Regions from separate parts of the Zea mays genome. Here all the other regions are linked to region 1. Evidence: chromatin contacts called from public Hi-C data. All regions are on one chromosome and are shown on one strand. Each heading gives the region's core, a stretch centred on a gene start, on an enhancer-like site or on the middle of the called end of the contact. The rest is flanking DNA. Distances are from core to core; before and after follow the strand shown.

Evidence for each region. Hi-C and Micro-C count contacts between places; a contact is called where the count stands out from the background.
Region 2: a Hi-C map of tassel shows a contact between it and region 1, with 3 times the contacts expected there. The contact joins the promoter of LOC100276287 here to the promoter of LOC100382198 in region 1. A contact is called at or near these places in 2 of 25 Hi-C or Micro-C datasets (ear and tassel).
Region 3: a contact with region 1 is called in a Hi-C map of ear, with 2.2 times the contacts expected there. The contact joins the promoter of LOC100286302 here to the promoter of LOC100382198 in region 1. A contact is called at or near these places in 2 of 25 Hi-C or Micro-C datasets (ear and tassel).

Annotation. Positions count from the first base shown.
Region 1 is chr6:96,065,282-96,068,689 of Zm-B73-REFERENCE-NAM-5.0, reverse strand. It overlaps LOC100382198, which reads right to left and starts at 1,787. Exons shown (of 19, transcript NM_001361632.1): 1 at 1,551-1,787.
Region 2 is chr6:96,698,764-96,702,171 of Zm-B73-REFERENCE-NAM-5.0, reverse strand. LOC100276287 reads right to left here and starts at 1,865. Exons shown (of 11, transcript NM_001150112.2): 1 at 1,555-1,865; 2 at 214-635. The coding sequence starts at 537.
Region 3 is chr6:96,591,403-96,594,810 of Zm-B73-REFERENCE-NAM-5.0, reverse strand. LOC100286302 (NEDD8-conjugating enzyme Ubc12-like) reads left to right here and starts at 1,569. Exons shown (of 8, transcript NM_001159189.1): 1 at 1,569-1,655; 2 at 1,927-1,985; 3 at 3,400-3,408.

The DNA of each region.
Region 1 (3,408 bases), core at 538-3,037:
GTCACAAGTTCAATAAAGAAGATCCAGATTAGTTATATTTATCAGAACTACTGATTCATTCTCAGGACAGTTAAGACAAGTATTTGACATGAAAATCAAATATATATATATATATATATATATATATATATATATATATATATATATATATAACAGGTTACATTTATGCTAAATCAACTAAGGATGAAGTAAATAAACAGGACTCCCTCATATTAGTCCGGCTCGCTGTCAGACAATTATTCAGAGATAAATAGATAATGACTTGACATGATAATCAGATTAACATGACAGCTACCATTTATGTGAGATAAACTGAGGACGGAGTGCAGAAGAGAACTACAAAACCATAACTGAAAAGAATTCGAGCCTCCCACGCTGCATATTAAGTGGCTTGCCAATGAGATTATAACAGGTTACATTTATGCTAAATCAACTAAGTATGAAGTAAATAAACAAACAGCAAAAGAAAGGACTCACTCATATTAGTCTGGCTCGTTGTCAGACAATTATTCAGAGATAAATAGATAATGACTTGACAATTGACATGATAATCAGATTAACATGACAGCTACCATTTATGTGAGATAAACTGAGGATGGAGTGCAAAAGAGAACTACAAAACCATAACTGAAAAGGGTTCGAGCCTCCCACGTCGTGTATTAAGTGGCATGCCAATGAGATGAGCAAGTAGCTAGTTTACCAGACAACACACCCAGAAATGCAACAGTTGCATCTGAAAAATGTGAGCATTACACATGGACAAATCGCAGCTTCAAAACCTTGACCTTGTCCTCACTCCCCGCAGGGTCTCCCACGTGTTGCAACTTTTCCCATCATAATTCAGGAAACCGTCACAACAGCTCGCAAAATCCCTGGCCTGTAAAATTTGACGTGCGGGGACCACTGAAGCTCGCTCAAGGACAGGACACAAGAAAACACCACGGGAACGACGTCTGCATCATCAAGCACGCCGCTTCCACAATCAACACCACAAGAGTCAAGAACAGTACAGAAGCACGCCCCCCGAATTCCAAGCCGCTGAACAACACATGAACAGCATGATTCGAGCAATCCTACTTGTTAAGCTGAGGAACAGTACAAGGCCCGGAAGCCGGAAGGTGCCAGTTGGAGGGGCGAACCATGATCTTTCGCATGATTCCAACACCAAGGGGACGCTGTTTCAACTGCTTTACTTGATCATCAAAGGCCCCATGCACGCACAATCAATCTCCACTAGTGCGGTCTAGTGCGCAAGAAACAGAAGGAAATTTATACAATACCGCATAAAGACGCGTTAGCCTGATCGAACGAGTCATTTCCTCACCAACCCCAACCCCTTCGGTAGGCACCCGTACCCGTAATCCCAACGCAAAATCGAGGCAAGAACCAGATGTAACGCCCAAAGGGGAGCGGAGATTACACCGGAACCGGCCGTGCAACCGCTCAAAGTGGCAAACCCCACTCCGGCAATCGCAACACACGGCGGGGATTCAGACCCCGACCCCCAAGAAATCGCGGAGATGAAGGGGAAGAAGATAAAAGGCTGTTACCTCGAATCGCTGAGCACGCGCGAGGAAGAGGGGAATTCGGCGGTTTCCGCCGGGCGCCCTACGCCGCGCGCGTCCAAATTGAACCGGGCGACGGAATCGCGGAAGAGGGAAAAGGGAAACAAAAAGAAACGGAGAGGATCAGGTCTGTTTGTGAGGTGGTGCGAGAGTACATAAATTTCTCGTCGTCTTTACACGAGGAAGAGCTTTGCGCGAGCAGAGAAAGTGTATGAGAGGACAGGGAAGAGCTATACGCAGGAGGGAGTATTTATTCCGGGAGTCCGTGACGACGAGACTGGTTTGCATCCAGGCCGGCAGACCCCGACGGCTCGTCGCTATTGTGGATTCCGCTCCGCCACGACAAGTCGTTTTTTTGGAATCCCGTTCGTCTTCCGCCCGCCGGTCCCGTACTCCCGTCCCCTTGCATGCGGTTTCTTCCTCCTCACTCACCTTCCTGTGCGCTGCGGGAGCACGACAGCCGCAGCGATATCGAGCCTCACAGCATGCTTTTCAGGGAGAACGCGTTTGTCCGTCAATGGCCAACGGGGAAAAATTGTTCGCCGTGTGGTCTTTGACCCTTTTGTGGTGTGGATGAGATGGACGCTGACGATTGCAGGTTCTAGACGAATTCAGTGCAGAATGGTGTGCGCAACATAGACGACGACGACGGCGACGCTTTGGTTTTAACGAAACAGAGATCAGAGAAATGGATATAGGCTTTCTAATCAAAGGCTGTTTGCATAATTCGACTTATTTCAGTGTATAATGCCCAGCAGAAGTGTCAATATTGAATGGACGCTAGTGGTATTTAGGGCTACTTTGAAACCTCAAATCCGTTCGGGAAGGGAATTGATGTGTAAATAAAGTAATTTTCTCTCCAATCCTCTTTAATCCTGGAAGAGATTTAACATCAGAATTTGAGTTTCCAAACTAGCTCTTACGGGAAAAAATCTTAACTAAAAGACATATGGATTAAATGGACGGTAGTGTCATTTAGAAAAAAATAAAATTCGATGATAGATAACGAACCTCGATTTTAGGAGTGCCTTATAAGAAAACCATCTATATTTGGCATTACTTTGTTCTATTTTAGAGTAGTTTTACTCCAAATCTTTAGGATGGATCAACTATGTTGTAGAGTTTTAGTGATGTTTGAGTAGAAAATGGTTTCTAGCTACAGGAAGACGGTTTTTACAAGTGAAAATACATCCTCATCAGTGGTTGCCGATGGAGGGAGGAGGAGGCACGGTGTAATACCTAACTTGTGGATAATAAGAAAAAGATTTTGCTTGTATTACCCTAATCTCCTTATATTATTGCCCCTTACTCATGAGAACATAAAGATAATCATATTTTGGGTGAATAAATTAATAAAAAATACATAAATAATATATGCACCATGTTGAAGATTTTGCTTGTGCACTTAATTATAATAATGAGATAGTAATGTTGGAATTAGGGTTTGACCTAATTTGAACTCTAGAAATTTAAAGTGACATAGGAGAGAAAAGGAAAATACTATACAAATATAAAGAAAATATATATAAATGAACATACCTGTTCATACTGGTATTTGAATTTGTGCATTTAATCCAAGTATGAACTTCACAACAAAATTTGAATTCAAATATTTGAAATCTAAAAATAAAAAAGAAAACAAAACAAAAAAAGAAAAAGGGAAAGAAAAAGAAAATGCGTGATGGGCCAAAACCCCAGTCGGCCCATTTACATCTTCTCGCGCAATGGCCCATCTCGGCTCTCCGCGCGCGCTGACCTCGCGCGTCAATGGCATGACGGGCCCACCTGCCATCCACTTACCGCGCGCAACTCAATCACTCTCGCTGTCGGGTGGGCCATCCCT
Region 2 (3,408 bases), core at 616-3,115, 630 kb before region 1:
AAACTCAAGTGGTTAGATTTGATACGCATACACACTCAGGTGCGCAAGCAACAATGGATATATCTTTGTTCTTATATGAGATAGTATGTCAAATAGAGTTTGTTTACAGTTTACTTTCCTAATAGGAGAGAATATTAGTGCTACATGATGAAACACAATCATTGAGTCAATTTTGCTACGACTCGCAATTCGCAAATACTGCAAAAACCATACCATGAAGAATTTTTCCCACAGTTTCTCAAATGGCAATGAACTGGGCGTCAAGAACATGAAAGCAATTTTTGGATTCTTTGACTGCACTGGCCGTGCCCGGATGATGTCTCTCATGATAGCACGAGCAGCGATCTCATCATCAGTGTATACCCTAGCAGGTTCTGGAGGAGGCCGAGAATTGCAGGCTTCTGATGGTACCAGATAACATGCTGTGTAATGCCGTGGAGTATAAAGGTAGGCTCCAATGGCTACTGCACAGACAAATGCAACCAACACGATGAACCAGAGAGGCCTTTTAGACGAAGGCCTACTGCGTGGTGCCATGATGTATCTGTACAAACAGGAAAGCAGGGCCTAGCAAGCTACAGCCATGAAATCATCCATAAGCACTCCTCTGATATAACTGATCAAAATCCAAAAACCTGGACAACACAGGGAAAAAGGAAATTTTAGTTTAACCTTCAGGCTTTCAGCCAAAAGTACCATTTTTTTGTGTCTTGACCAACAATCCATATTGTATAACAAAAAGACATGTATATATAGAAGATTAAACTATTTCGAAGACAAACAACAGTTCAGAAACTGCTTGATATTGCACTAGGTTGAATCCAAAGTTTAAAACTACATGTGCATACTAAAGGACAGAATATTAAAACATATACAAAGTAAAAATAAATATTGATGGAGGTGCTTACAAATAAAAAAAATGGGGAAAAACTATATATATACTTGTTACCCAAAAATGAAAAACAACTACACATTTTAATCAAACCAACGCTCTAGTTAACAAGTAGGAGATTCTACAAGTCGTTCTAGGTTACAAAATAAAGCAGGACAGTTGACTTTTTACCTGGAACTTGCCAGTTTCTACCCATAAATGAACTCAAGTTATTAGGGATAATACGAAATACAAGCTCTGTCTGCCTTATCTCTCTTTTTTTCCCTTATGCTCCCTGGTTCATGGCCTGTACCAATTTTAAGCTAAATTCTCTTCACTGTCTATTTCCACGTACTTGTCACATGTCCACGCAGCCGCTCATCAAATTTTCCACAGCACAGCACAAAACCCTCCCTAAACCTTGCCAGCTAATATCGCCAGATGGACTCCAAAATGGCATGGCCGCAACCTTGCTTGAGGCGCTGAAGACCCTAGGCAAGATTTTAGATGGATTCTCGACTCCATAACTAGGACACCACGCAGCTCAAGAGTCCACAGGTAACCGGGTTAGAAAAAAAAATCGAATTTTAACGCTCGCAGCGCAGACGGGACAGGAAGGTCGCCAAGGACAAGGCGAGCAGCGAACTCCAACCTCCAACTGAGGCAAAGCTCGAGTCGCTTACCCACGAGAGGAGAGGTCGATCCGAGTCAATCCGGATAGTCGGAGCTTCACTGACGACCCGCGCCGCACCGGTCGACCACCAGGAAGCCGGTAACAGGCAGTGCAGAAGGAGCGGAGAGGCGAGGTCGACGGCGATGAACCACCCGCAGCTCGCGGCGGCCACCGAGGTCGACGACAGGAAGCAAGAGGACGGAGGAGTTGGGGAGATCTAGACGGCGGAGGGGGGGCATCCAAGACTGAGGTGGAAAAGTTGGCTGGACAGCACAGGGGTCTTCTCAGACTGCAAACTCTGCTTCTGCTCGACTCACTCCAGGTCAGGCTGGGAGTTCGGCTTTACCGAATTTTCGGATAGGGCTTTTGAGGTTTTTTTATATTTCTGGTTTTCATCAGTCGAACTTGAACGTGAAGTTTTGGCTACCCACAATTTCGAGTTCAGGTTTGGATAACATTAAACTACCCGATATTAAACACCGAGACAAACAACACACACAAAATCATAGCACCAAGGCACAAACAGTGAAACTGAAAGTCTGAACCGAAACACACAGCAACACAGCAACCGAGTGTTCACTCTCCACTGTCCAATGTCCACACGTCCGACCGGCTCTCACAAGGCAACTAGCAGAATAGCAAAAAAACAAAACACTAAAATAATCAGCCATACACTACGCCGACTGCTAGAAGCCTAGGATGACGGTGACGACCATAGATTCTCAGGCGCCAACGAACTCGGATGGTGACCAAGAAAGGTAAGAAGATTCCATTTCTCCATTTCTTCTATTGGTCCCGAAGTACTGATTTCTTTTTTGATGGATGGATGAATAGATCATGGTTCATGTATGAGTGCTTGCCGATGTAGTGATATATGAAATCTGGATAGTTTATACTGACTGTTAGTACCTAGTTATCCCTTAATTGGGGATGGGAACCTATTGGGGACCCGAAACCCGAATGGGGATGAGTATGGGATGAGTTTTGCACCCATGATAGGTATGAGAATGAGTATGAGGATAAATCAAATATGATAAGGATGGGTCTGGGATACTATAACCCGGTGAAGAATTCCCCATTGATATCTCTAACACAGACACAATCCACGCTAGCTCCCAATCCATGGGGTCGGAATTACAGTCACACACAAGGTCCACACACACCAACACACGGCACAGTAGGCCTAGGCTAGCAGCAGCACACACACGACACATAAGCACATGCACAGTGCAGCAGCACCGGGTCTTACGGTTTACAAAACCGTTCCAGAGTTAAAAACTATCCCCCACTGGTAACGGTTTACCAACGGTAAACCGGTAAAAATCGATTGGTTTGACCAATTCAAATCAATTTGAATTTGAACCGGTTTATCGGTGAAAAACCGGTGAAAAATCGCTTTAAACCGCCGGTTAATCGCGAAACTAACTGGTTTTTGTTGTTTTTACGGAAAATGTGAATTTTTTAACAAGATTTATTTGTAGTTTGCTCAATTCACATTGCACACTAAATATTAATTAATCCACACGACATGTATTCACCAAAATAACATATAGCATACATATGCAACCACAAACTCCAACTCTCATGCAACAAACAATCAGCGAACTTCACAATACTCAAATATAAGTTCTTTTATAACTCTCAAACGAGGCAACGACACATAAGTCGAATTATTTCACAATACTCACATGTTTATCTCGAGTCATAGTGATAGTACTCAGGTATGTTGGAAGGATCGTGATATTGTTCCAATCCGTTATAGTGATAGTGATAGGTCTATACAAAATATGTAAGATACATTAGCGAGAAAATAAGAATGGCAAATAAATATTTATCCACAAAGCAAAAAAACATACCGGTATGT
Region 3 (3,408 bases), core at 320-2,819, 530 kb before region 1:
CCTCCAAAAGTTTAGGTGGTTTAGGTGTGTTGAATCTAAGTTCTATGAATGACGCTCTGTTGACAAAATGGCTTTGGAATTTGAAAAATTCTAGTGGTTTATGGCAAAGTATAATTGTTGGAAAATATATTAAGGGAAAACCCCTTATCTCAGTTAAACAAAGACAGACTGACTTTCAGTTTTGGAAAAAACTCTTAAGTCTCAGGGAGATTTTCTTTAAGTATTGTAAGATGGTTGTTGGTAATGGTTGTCGAACTAGCTTCTGGAAAAATTTCTGGATTGGTGATGGGCCTCTTGCTGTGAAGTTTCCTATTCTGTTTGATCTGACTATAGATAAAGATATTACGATTAATAAAGTTCTGTCTTCGAATTTTGATGCTCTTTCTTTCAGAAGAAGAATGACGGGCAATCTTCAGGGGTTTTATGATGATTTAGTTGCTTTATGTTCTGATTATAATTTGTCAAATCAAGACGACAACTTATTTGGAACTTGGGCAATAAAGGGTTCACTGTCAATTCTTTATATAAGAAAAATTTGATGGATCAGGTCAAGGTGCCTTATAGATTTCTGTGGAAGTCAAAGTTACCACAGAAAATTAAAGTTTTCTTCTGGTTGGTGATAAGAAATAAAATTCTTACAAAAGACAACCTGAAAAAAAGAAATTGGAAGGGATCTGATGAATGCTGTTTTTGTGGTGGCATGAAATCGATTGATCATTTATTTTTTAAATGCTCTGTTGCCAGATTTGTTTGGAGAGTGGTTCAAATTGCTCTTAATTTGGATTACATTCCAAAAAATATTGAAGAAATCTGTGATAGCTGGATGAAAAATCCTAAAAACAAAATTTCAAACTTATTGATATTTGGCTGTGGTGCTATGTTTTGGGCTATTTGGAGAACCAGAAATGATTGATTTTTTGGTGAAAATTTTTTGATTGACCCTGCTAACATAATATTTCTTTGCTGCTTTTGGTTGGATTCTTGGGCCATTCGACAGAAAGAGAAGGAAAAAATGGTGGTCCAAGGAAGCCAACTCATCCAAAAGATAATAAGTGAAGCGATGAACAGGGCCTTCGGGTGGTGTCCGAGAGATCGTCGTATTACTGGCTGAAGTCTTCGGTTTGGCTCTTGCTGCTTCTTTTGGTGATTAGCGCAACCCAAGTACTTTTGGAAAAACCATATTAGTGGGTTTGTTAAAACTGGGAGTTGTTAGCTGGGTTGCTACTTTTGGCCTTTATCCATTGTAAATAAGCATGGCTTAAAAACTGTGGTGCTGTTTGGACGGTGGTTAGTGGAGTCTGATTTCTGCATTTTTTGATAGATTGTAGAAGTTAGTTCCACTAATTTATCTTTCTGGTGTTGAGTCTTTCTCTAGCGTGCTGGTTTATAATGAACGTGTTCCTATTTTCTAATAAAATAGGGGGCTATGCCCCTTCGTCAAAAAAAAAAACAAGTATGGCCACAAATATATTTTACTCAATAAAATATGTACTCGGAATCGGAAGAACCTACCTTACTTTTCCATCCGCGGAACGACGCACGCGGACGCCTCCTTGTTCCGGGTCCTACTCCCGCCGCCTTCGCCTAAAGAGGCCTCGCCCTCCCCCCTCCGGCGAAAACCGATTCCCTTCCCCGATTCCCTCCGGCGTTTCCTGGTGAGTTTACGCCAGCGCCGACTTCTCCGATCAGGTCCCATCGGTTTTGGGTGCGCGCACCTCGTTTGGCTTCGCGTCGTTCTTCGGTGCGCGCACGCGATTCGTGGATCCGGCGGTCGGATCCCGCGCCGTCCGCAGCGATGGCTGCTCCCCAACCCTTGCTTCTTTGCGCGCACCCCTTCCCCACGGCCTTTTAGTTTTTACATGGAGAGGGGCGACCCTCGCTAGCCGCAGGGTCCCTCTCCATCCTCACCGCTTTCTTCCTCTGCAGGTCCCTTAGTGCAAGCAAGGACACCGCTCCTCTAGCGAGCTCTGTTCTGAAGCGGCAAGGTAAACATGCCTCTCTTAGTCTGCTGGTGTAGTTCTGAAAATAAGTTGTCGGTTTGAACGATGCAAAACTACAACGATCCATATGTACTTCATTGACTAAGTTGGACATGATCAGTATTCCAGTTCTTAAGAAAATAAGGCGGAAGATAACTAAATTCACGATTCTCATAACCGTGTCGTGTGTTATTTTCTAGTAGACTTGATTTAACCATATTCATAGCCTGAGCTGGGTAGAACATGGTTAAGGTTAGTCATAGTTTTGACTTTTGAACATGTTTTTCCTTTCATCCATATACTAACTTGGTGTGTATCTGTCAATTTCTAATTCCAACACAGAGGAACAAACAGTTCCATACGAACTAGGTTAGGCTAGCATATTTTTAAGCAAATGCGAGGATGACAAGATGTTGAAACAAATCAACAACTGATGGTTTCATGAACTTCCCCTGCTCTAAGATTTCACTTTTTTCCGAATTTGTGGTCTTATTTACATTCATGTCTGAATGGTTGAATTGTGCCTCTGCAACCTTTTTCCATAAGGAGGGTGAATTTACTGTGAGTCTTTCTTAGCTGCAGTACTGATTTGGGATCTCTTGAATGTGTAGTAAATTCGCAGAGAGCAACTTAAAACTAGCATTACAAAGTACTAACGTTTAAGCAATCTCTGTCCACAAACACAAAAATCTGAAGGTACTACATTAACTGAGATTGCACATTAATGTTTCCTGAATAAGATTAGCTGCAGTAAATTCTGCAAACTACAGACCTCTTGTAAAATGCATTTTTTTAGTGAACTTAGAAGAGCACAACGTTACTCATCAGAAACCACGACCACTCACCTAGCAGAACTACATGACACAATTCACAAATTTGTATGGAAAAGAAGCTGGTCTTGGTTTGCAAATATTAATTTATCTAAGGCCTAAAACAAACTCGAATCCGATAGATCTAAAAGCTAAGCATTCAGTTAATTTTGCAAACCCATCAGTGATCAACCTACCTAGACACTTTATCATCCTGCATTTACTTAAAGATGCCGGCTTGCCTGTTTTGTATGTATCCATTTGTTCCACTGTGTTTGTGCGCGCGGTAGTGCTACATAATACTTTGAGTTATACACTTATACTGCTATATTTGCTTTGAGCCTTTGAGACTTTTGTTCCAGCTCAGATAATTTCTCCTATTCTTTGTTCTGTATTGGATCTCCTGTCTTAGTGTTGCATTCACTTGCTAAACCAACCAAATTGCTCACTGCAATCAAAATGGGAAAAAAAGGAAATACACATTGGAAAATGCCTAGATATCCATGTGCCCAGGTTCTTCGCAGGTGTCATAGTTTGTCGGGCCACCTTGATAACTTTGGGTAAATTTTAGGGCTTAATCAGATCCATTGCTGGCTGCTTGCCTTGCCCAGGTTTGGCCT